3 separate regions of the Mus musculus genome follow, and regions 1 and 2 are each linked to region 3. Evidence: chromatin contacts called from public promoter capture Hi-C data. All regions are on one chromosome and are shown on one strand. The core of a region is the stretch at or near the end of the contact, and the rest is flanking DNA. Distances in the headings are between cores, read along the strand shown. Region 1 holds the start of Rin1 (Ras and Rab interactor 1). Region 2 holds the start of Men1 (multiple endocrine neoplasia 1). Region 3 holds the start of Scyl1 (SCY1-like 1 (S. cerevisiae)).

Region 1 (2,772 bases), core at 130-2,629, 720 kb before region 3:
GAGGGTCCTGGGAGCAGCTGGTACCTCACGCAGGATTAACATTTCTCTGCAAAGGCAGGGGGTTGCCTAGTAGCTCTTCAGTGTTGCTGCTGGCCCCTGACCCTCTGCCACCACTGGCCTGGACTCCTCTGCTCTCCTTGGGATCTGCACAACTGTGGCCCTGAAGCCGACCTGGCCAAGCAAGACTGTGGTCTCCATCCCTGACCAGCCCACTCCCTCCCAAAGAATAACTTCTTCAGCGTCCCCCCACAGAGAGACCAGGCCTCATCCAGAGTCACAGCAGCAGTCCTCCTGACCTTGAACCCTGGCCCTCAGCCACTGAGCCAGGCCCAACTGTAGGAGGAACTCTCAAGCAGACATGTTGGGCCTTGTCCACCCTGACTGCCGCTGGAGAGGACGGCTTCCCAGGCTTTCTCAGGGCTATTCCTGGTGTCTGCCTCTCAGATTCCAAAGACTGGAATAAAATTTAACCTGGGACCTTGGTGTGGCTGATGTGTGGCTGCTGTATCTTAAAAGGGAATCAAGGCTTTGTGGGAGCACCTAAGACAGACTTTGCTGGGGTCCCTGTAGTTTGTGACTTAGAGAAAAGCCTGGGAGAGGAAGTTGGGACCAGAGCAGGAAGCGCCGCATGGCACAGGCAAGCCAGAGAAGCACATGGCCTTGTGTGGTGAAGGGACTTTTGGACATGCCTGGAGGCCAGGTCATGTCTGCACCTGCCCCAGACACTCGGCAGATTGGCAAGGCAGGCTAGCTAGCAGGGCCTGTGTGTGGGAGGCAGCTAGCAGCAGCACCAAGTGCTGTCGACCTCACAGCCACACTCCCCCTCTGGTTAACAGTGAGTGTCAGAACCACCCCCAGAACCTCAGTTAAGCAAAGAGCTTAGTTTCCATGGAGACACAGCATCCTTTCTCCATAGCAACCTGAAATCACAAAACCCAAGTTAGGTTCAGGAATGAGTCATCTGCAACCAGTAGGGGGTGCTCTCCCACAAGGCTGACCTTCCCCCCCCCCCGCCCCCCCTTTGCAAGGCTGGAGCCGATGAGCCAGTGACCACAGACTTCTTAAGGTGACCCAGGGGTGTGGCTTGGGTCTATGGGAACTTGGCTGATCCAGCCTAACCCCTCCCTCCCCCACTGCCTAGTGTGAGGAGGCTGCAGGAGGTGCTGTGTGGGGGTGGTCCTCCCTTAGCCGGGGCCTGATGATGACACTGGCATGGAGGGCTTCTCTGCCATTCAAGACTGTCTAAGAGTAGAAGAAGTGGACACTGGCTACATGGAGTGGACATACAAGAGTTAACTGGCGGGGTGTGACAGGGCGAACCGCCTTCAGGAAGTGTTACTCACCGCCAGGAATGTGCACGCCTGTGCCTTGGGGGTTGGATTGTCTTCCTGAGTCCCAGGAGAAGCCGAAGGAGCTCCCAGCCATGGAAGACCCTGGTGAGACCGGAGCACACCCTCTGGGAGCCACCAACCTGAACTTTGTACCTGGGCACCAACAGAAAGAAAAGTTAGTAAAGTTGGGGGGTCAGCCAGGTGCATCGGGTGAGGGCAGATCTAGGAGGAGCTGGCAAGGACAGGATAGATGGGAAGCCCAGAATGGGAAGACGTGTTCACCCCAGGTCTGGGTGTCTGCCCCCAGGCCATCTACAGACCCACTGTATGACACACCTGATACCAGAGGGGTACAGGCAGGCGGGTCCCAACAGCCAGCACGTACTGTGAGCCTTCGGGAGCGGCTGCTGATCACCCGGCCTGTGTGGTTACAGCTGCGGGCCAACGCTGCAGCCGCGCTGCACGTGCTGAGGACAGAGCCTCCGGGGGTGAGTCTCTCCCTTTCCTCAAGGCCTAGCCCGCCAAGGATGGGAGGGAACCAGCCTGGACATGGAGGACCAGAGCCTCCTAATCTCGTTCACTCACAGACCTTCCTGGTGCGGAAATCTAACACTCGCCAGTGCCAGGCTCTGTGTGTGCGGCTGCCAGAAGCTAGTGGCCCCTCTTTTGTCTCCAGCCACTATATCGAAGAGAGTACTGGCGGTGAGGAGGGTGGCCTGGAGGGCAGGGGCTGGAAGACAGGCAGGGGAGGGAGGTCCCCAGAGAACAGCCTCACTCCCAATGTCTCTCAGGTGTCTCTTTGGAGGGCTCAGAGCTCATGTTCCAGGACCTGGTGCAGCTCATCTGTGGATACTGCCGTACCAGGTGAGCCTGCCTGGGGGGCACCTGCTGAGCCCTGGGCCTGCTTCCCTGGACTGCCTGTCCTCTGCATCTGAACCCCGCTCACTCCTGACTGCTCCTTGCTCTGTCCTTAGGGACATTCTTCTCCTCCCTCTCCGACTCCCCAGAGCCATTCATCAGGCAGCCACCCACAAAGAGCTGGAGGCCATCTCCCATCTGGGCATGGGTAAGGGTACCCTGCAGCCTGTTACACAGATGGACACACAGAGGTCAAATGGGGGAAGGAAGAGCAATCAAGATTTTCCTTTGTGGGCACCCTGCAGAGCCAGCTCTGAGCACCCCCCCCCCCCATTGGTTTCTCATTGCTAGAGTTCTGGAGCTCCTCACTCAACACCAAGGACCAACAGAGGCCTTCGGAAGCCCCACCCATACCCCGGCTGAAGGCTCGCTCCCCTCAAGAGCTGGATCAGGGCACTGGTGCTGCCCTCTGCTTCTTCAACCCCCTCTTCCCCGGGGATCTGGGCCCCACCAAACGAGAGAAATTCAAGAGGAGTTTCAAAGTGCGAGTGTCCACCGAGACCTCCAGCCCTCTGTCTCCACC
Region 2 (2,718 bases), core at 30-2,529, 560 kb after region 3:
ACACAGGCTCTCTCTCTGAACCTGCAGCTAGGTCGTTAGGCAGGAAGTCCCAAGACCCTCCTCCCTTTAACCCCCACACTGACCCCATTCCCCATCCATGCCCTATAATGCTAGGATTCCAAACGTATAAGTGAATTCTGGGTATTTGAACTCAGGTCCTCCTACTGGTACAACAAAAGGCTCTCAGCTGCTACATCATCTCCTCAGCTTCATCTATTGAGGTCTTGGTCTCAGACAAAAAGACTTCGTTTTGGAAACAGGGTCATTACAGACTTCGTGAATTAAGATGAGGTCATGAAGCCTTGTGGGAGGGGTGGTGCCATGTGGACTGGTGGTGAACATCTATAATCCCAGCATGGTGGAGGCTGAGGCAGGAATATTGTGAGTCTGTGGCCAGTCTGAACTAAAAAGCAAGATCCTGTCTAAGGTAAAACTGACCTTGAACTTCCTGATTTTTTTTTTCTTTTCTTTCCTTAATTTTATTTTACCTATGTGTGTGCATAAGGTGCCTGCTTGGAGCCTGCAGAGGACAGCAGAGAACATTGGACCTCCTAAAGTGGGGCTAAAGACCCAGTTGTGAGCAAACATGTACATACTGGGAACGCAGGGTCCTGAGCCAGAGCCGCCAGGGCTCTTAACTCTGAGTCATCTCTGAAGTCCACCCTGAGTTCCTTGCCTCTAATTTCAAGGACTGGTATTGGATCATAGACCAGTCTTGCCTTGAGCTCACCAAAATCCTTCTGCCTCCGCCGTACTGTGTTCAGCCTTGCATTCTTTTTAGGTGTGGATGTTTCGTCTGCCTTTTTATGTGTGTGCACCAAGTCAAGCTTGGTGGAGGTCAGAGAAAAGCATGGGTCCTCTGGAAGTGGAGTTACAGATGGTGAGCCACAATGTGGGTGTGGGGACCTAAACTTGATCCCAGGTCCTTTGCAAAAGCAACAAGTGCTCTGAACAGCTGAACCAGGTCTCCAGCCTCCTTGTAGTGTTTTAGAGCAACAGTTTCCCTCACATCTTAAACTGGCCATAATACACACTGCAGGGGCGCTACTGCGCCTGAGTTTAATCCTAGGACTACAATCTCCCAGAAGTCACGGAGGAACTTCTTCTGGCGTGATCCTAGATGACCAATCGTTGAGGAGCTCAGCTTACCCGCCCTGGAGCAGCAGGACTACTTCTTCCATAAGCCATTGCGGGTTTGGCTGTCATTTTCAGATTTAGAGAGGGCCGGGTGAGCAAGGACTCCCCATTTCCCAGCAGGCAGTGCGGCCATAGGAGGCGCGGGACTTCATTTCCCAGCAGGCTTCAGGCGGCGGGCGCCGCGGTGCCTTGTGTGGGATGTAAGCGCGGAGGTGGGCGCGGGGGACCGAAGCCGGGACTCTCCTTGGGACTTGTGGGAGGCTGGTTTGGGTTTGCCTTCTGGACAGGCTCCAGAGGGCCGGGTAGAGATTGTAGGGACTGGAGGGGCGGCCTTTGAGGGTCCCCAATAGGTCTTTGGGAGCAGCCTCATCGGGGCTGGGGGTCCCGGAATTGTAAGGAACTAGAAGGCCCTATATAGCCTTGGTTGAAGGGTCTCAGAAACCGAGCCGCCGCCCGTGAGCACAGGACGAAGCGGCTGGCGAAGCAGAATTGTGGCGGAGGGTAGAGCCTTAGCCGAGCCTGGGAGGGGGCTCTCTCGCCGAGCCCGACCCTCCCTCCCTCGGCTCGCCCGCAGGCCACCGCCCGCCGCCATGGGGCTGAAGGCCGCCCAGAAGACGCTGTTCCCTCTGCGCTCTATCGACGACGTGGTGCGCCTGTTTGCTGCAGAGCTGGGCCGAGAGGAGCCTGACCTGGTGCTCCTGTCCTTGGTCCTGGGCTTCGTGGAGCATTTCCTGGCTGTCAACCGTGTCATCCCCACCAACGTGCCGGAGCTCACCTTCCAGCCCAGCCCCGCACCCGACCCTCCTGGTGGCCTCACCTACTTCCCGGTGGCCGACCTATCCATCATTGCTGCCCTCTATGCCCGATTCACCGCTCAGATCCGCGGCGCTGTGGACCTCTCCCTCTATCCTCGAGAGGGAGGTGTTTCTAGTCGCGAACTGGTAAAAAAGGTCTCGGATGTCATATGGAACAGCCTCAGCCGCTCCTACTTCAAGGACCGGGCCCACATCCAGTCCCTCTTCAGCTTCATCACAGGTTGGAGTCAGACAGGTGGTCAGGAGAGCAAATGAGTGTTGTCTTACCTCTTCTCATGTCTGAACAATATGGCTTATAGCCCTTTTGAGACTTGTAAACCTTGTGTGGTGGGGCAGGTATTATTTCTCCTTCGCAGTTGTGGAAAGAGAATTCTGAAGAGGGGAATGTCAGAATGACAGGGCTGAGACTGGAACCTGGTCATTTGGTGCCAGCTTTTACTCCCCAGTCTTTCAACAGTCCCAGCCCTGCCATTGAATAGCCAGAGGGATCTGGCAGCCCAACATATGGGGAAAGAAGGTGGTAGCAGACTGGGGAGGTAGGACAAATGGGTGGGTACATTTGAGACAATTAAGATTATACCTTTGAAAATATTTTGAAAGGAAGCACGGGCTTGACTAAGGACAAAGTGCTTCAGCTCTCCGTGCAATGTACTGAGCAAGCATCTGAGGCCTCTTGTGAGCTTTGAGGAAAAAAGTGCAGAGATAAATCAGAACATGAAGAAGGGAGGGGTGGGGGTTCGTGGGGTCATGGGCTTGCTCTCCTTGA
Region 3 (2,736 bases), core at 121-2,620:
CTCTGTCCCTCTTAGCCAACCACCTCCTCCTGAGATCCTGCTTCCCCTGCCAGGCAGGCAGCAAGGGAAGGGGTTTCCCAGCGGGTCTAGGGGTCGCCAGAGTCCAGGAGCCTCAGTGCGGGCAGATCAAGGTACGGTGACCTCGGGCACCCACCACTTCTCTCTGACTGCTCTGCTACTGCTGTCAGCCAGCTCCGGGGGATCATACTGCTCGAGCTCCGGGATCCCCTTGCTGGGTGGTCCCCCGCCGTTGCCCTGTGCCGAGTACATGTAGTCCAGACCCCCAAGTTTCCACTCGCCAGCCCTGTCCACAAACACAGCGGCCATGCAGACATTATTGTGGATGAGGTTGCAGTCGTTGACCAGGAAGCTGAGGGCTTTCACGATCTGGTGTAACCCCCATGACAGCTCCTGCTCCTTCAGGCCACCTGCTTCTGCTCGTGCCTTGAGGTATGTTCCCAGGGGGGTCACAGCCTCTGTCACGATGTGGAGGCACTTTTCTGTCTGAGTAAGAAAAGGGGTATCAGGGCACGGTGCCAGAAGAGGAAGGGAAGATGAGGGGCGTGACAGGGAAAGAGGCAGTGGAGAAGATACCAAATCTGAAGCTACTGAAGCACTTGGGTACAAAGTGAGGGCCTGAGGAGAGTAAGATGGGTAGATCGGGCGACAGGTACCTCCAACCCATCGATATAGGCCAGGATGTTGGGGTGTCGGAGAGTTTTGAGGCGTTTGAAGGCAGCTTTGGCCACCTGGGTCTGCTCTTCAGCTCCCGGTTTCACATCATACACGAAGATGGACACTGCGCTGCCTGTGGCCTGGTGGAGGACAGACAGAGCAACCTGAGAGGCACGGGCCGGGTGATCTCTCCAACCTGCCTGGGCTACAGCAGCTCCGAGCCCATCTCCAAAACAGAAGGGAAGGGACTCCAGCCAGTCTCGCCCTAGGACAGCCCTGAAGGAGCTAGCCAGGCCCACGTGACCCCCGTCCGGTTTGCTTGTCCGTCCCTCGGTCCTTCCGCCCGCCACGTCGTCACTGCTCGCCCCGCTCCCCAGCCCGTTGCCGGGATTCTCGGTCGCCGCCACGTCAGGCCCGGCGCGACACAGCGAAGCCGGCATACATAGTAGGAAAGGCCGAGGTCGGCCGCGGCCTTCGGAGCAGCGCAGTATCTCACCTTTTTGCGGCCTCGGTGCAGGATCCAGGGCCCGGGCGGCCCGCCTTCGGGGGGCTCAGGGCTCAGCTCGAACGGGAAGTCCCGGACCGGGTCCCGGGCAAAGAACCACATCGTCGCCGCCGCCACGGGCTCGGGAGCCTCCACTCCGGGTCCTCCGGCCGCCCGAGCCGGGGCGGGGCGGGGCGAGGGCGGAGCCAGTCTGGTCTATGGGCGGGGTTTGAGTTGGGGCGGAGCTTTAGGGTGGGGCCTTGCGGGAGTGAGGCTGGACTGAAGGCAGACCTCCCTGGGCAGGGCGGAGCGTGACCGGAAGGGTGAGCCAAGATGGTCATCTGAATGCTCCCAACTTGTGGCCTTGTATAGATAGAAAAATTGAGTGTGATAGAGAGTAGTGAGTGCAACCGTTGTAGAATGAAGAGGGGAGGGGTTCAGGAAGTGAGCGTGACAATAGGGCCTATCTAAACCTGGGGGGGCAGGGGTGGAAAGAGATGGGGAGATAGAAAAGAAAGGCTACTAGTGGCAGGCAGTATGATTGGAAAGTAATAGTAGTGAGGAGAATGGTTATTGCTCTCATTTTTTAAGATATATTTATTTTATGTATATGACTACACTGTAGCTGGCTTCAGACACAACAGAAGAGGGCATCGGATTCCATTACAGATGGTTGTGAGCTGCCATGTGGTTGCTGGGAATTGAACACAGGACCTCTGGAAAAGCAGTCAGTGCTCTTAACCCCTGGTCTCTCCAAACTCCAATGGTTATCTCTTAAGCCAAACGCTCCTTCAACAGGCAATGGGCAGATTTGGGGTTCAGCGAGGAATTTAGTTACTACAATAAAGGTACTTGAGACCTTGAGAGTGGGGTTGAGGTGGAGATAGGCAAGGGGTGACACAAATGTCCTGAGAGGTCTGGGAAACTGTTGTTAGAGAAGTATGTCCAAAGTGGACATGGGTGCTGGCCAGAGTCCTGCAGGAGCTTGAAGCTGGGAATGATGTTTGAGTCACTGAGCTGAGCTGGCAGTTGGAACATGGCAAAGCCAGGAATAAACCTTTTCTTCCAGAATGTCTCTCAGCACCCTCTGTTGGCCCACAACCTCCTATAACTCCAGTTTTAGGAGCGCCAATACCCTGTGATAGTTTGTATATGGTTGGCCCAGTGTACTCCTATTAAGAAAATACCTCTGTGATGGTTTGTATATCCTTGGACCAGGGAGTGGCACAATCTGGAGGTGTGACCTAATGGGTGTGTCATTGTAGGTGTGGGTATAAGATCCTCACCCTAGTTGCTTGGAAGTCAGTCTTCCACTAGCAGCCTTTGGATGAAGACATAGAAATCTCAGCTCCTCCTGCGCCATGCCTGCCTGGATACTACCATGCTCCCACCTTGATGATAATGGACTGAACCTCTGAACCTGTAAGCCAGCCCCAATTAAATGTTGTTTTTTATAAGACTTGTCTTGGTCATGGTGTCTGTTCACAGCAGTAAAACCCTGACTAATACAGAAGTTGGTACCAGAAGTGGGGTATTGCTGTGATAGGCCTGACCATGCTTTTATTTGAAAGAATGTG

Evidence for each region. Promoter capture Hi-C pulls out the DNA fragments that hold promoters and counts their contacts.
Region 1: a contact with region 3 is called in a promoter capture Hi-C map of liver, with 4 times the contacts expected there. A contact is called at or near these places in 2 of 39 promoter capture datasets (liver and stem cell-derived epiblast-like cells), 1 of 130 datasets of targeted methods (pancreatic cancer cells) and 1 of 9 other capture datasets (pancreatic islet).
Region 2: a promoter capture Hi-C map of liver shows a contact between it and region 3, with 2.3 times the contacts expected there. A contact is called at or near these places in 7 of 39 promoter capture datasets (the HPC-7 cell line, embryonic stem cells, erythroid cells and 4 more), 5 of 484 Hi-C or Micro-C datasets (the G1E-ER4 cell line, cerebellum and embryonic stem cells), 2 of 130 datasets of targeted methods (embryonic stem cells and pancreatic cancer cells) and 1 of 9 other capture datasets (adipose tissue).

What each region holds. Positions count from the first base shown.
Region 1 is chr19:5,049,436-5,052,207 of GRCm38.p6, forward strand. Rin1 (Ras and Rab interactor 1) reads left to right here and starts at 1,380. Exons shown (of 10, transcript NM_001374051.1): 1 at 1,380-1,506; 2 at 1,639-1,819; 3 at 1,919-2,033; 4 at 2,123-2,195; 5 at 2,306-2,397; 6 at 2,541-2,772. The coding sequence starts at 1,424. It overlaps Brms1 (breast cancer metastasis-suppressor 1), which reads left to right. Exons shown (of 10, transcript NM_134155.3): 10 at 1-477.
Region 2 is chr19:6,333,734-6,336,451 of GRCm38.p6, forward strand. It overlaps Men1 (multiple endocrine neoplasia 1), which reads left to right and starts at 1,280. Exons shown (of 10, transcript NM_001168489.1): 1 at 1,280-1,349; 2 at 1,712-2,172. The coding sequence starts at 1,728.
Region 3 is chr19:5,770,049-5,772,784 of GRCm38.p6, forward strand. Scyl1 (SCY1-like 1 (S. cerevisiae)) reads right to left here and starts at 1,371. Exons shown (of 17, transcript NM_023912.3): 1 at 1,172-1,371; 2 at 675-815; 3 at 155-504. The coding sequence starts at 1,282.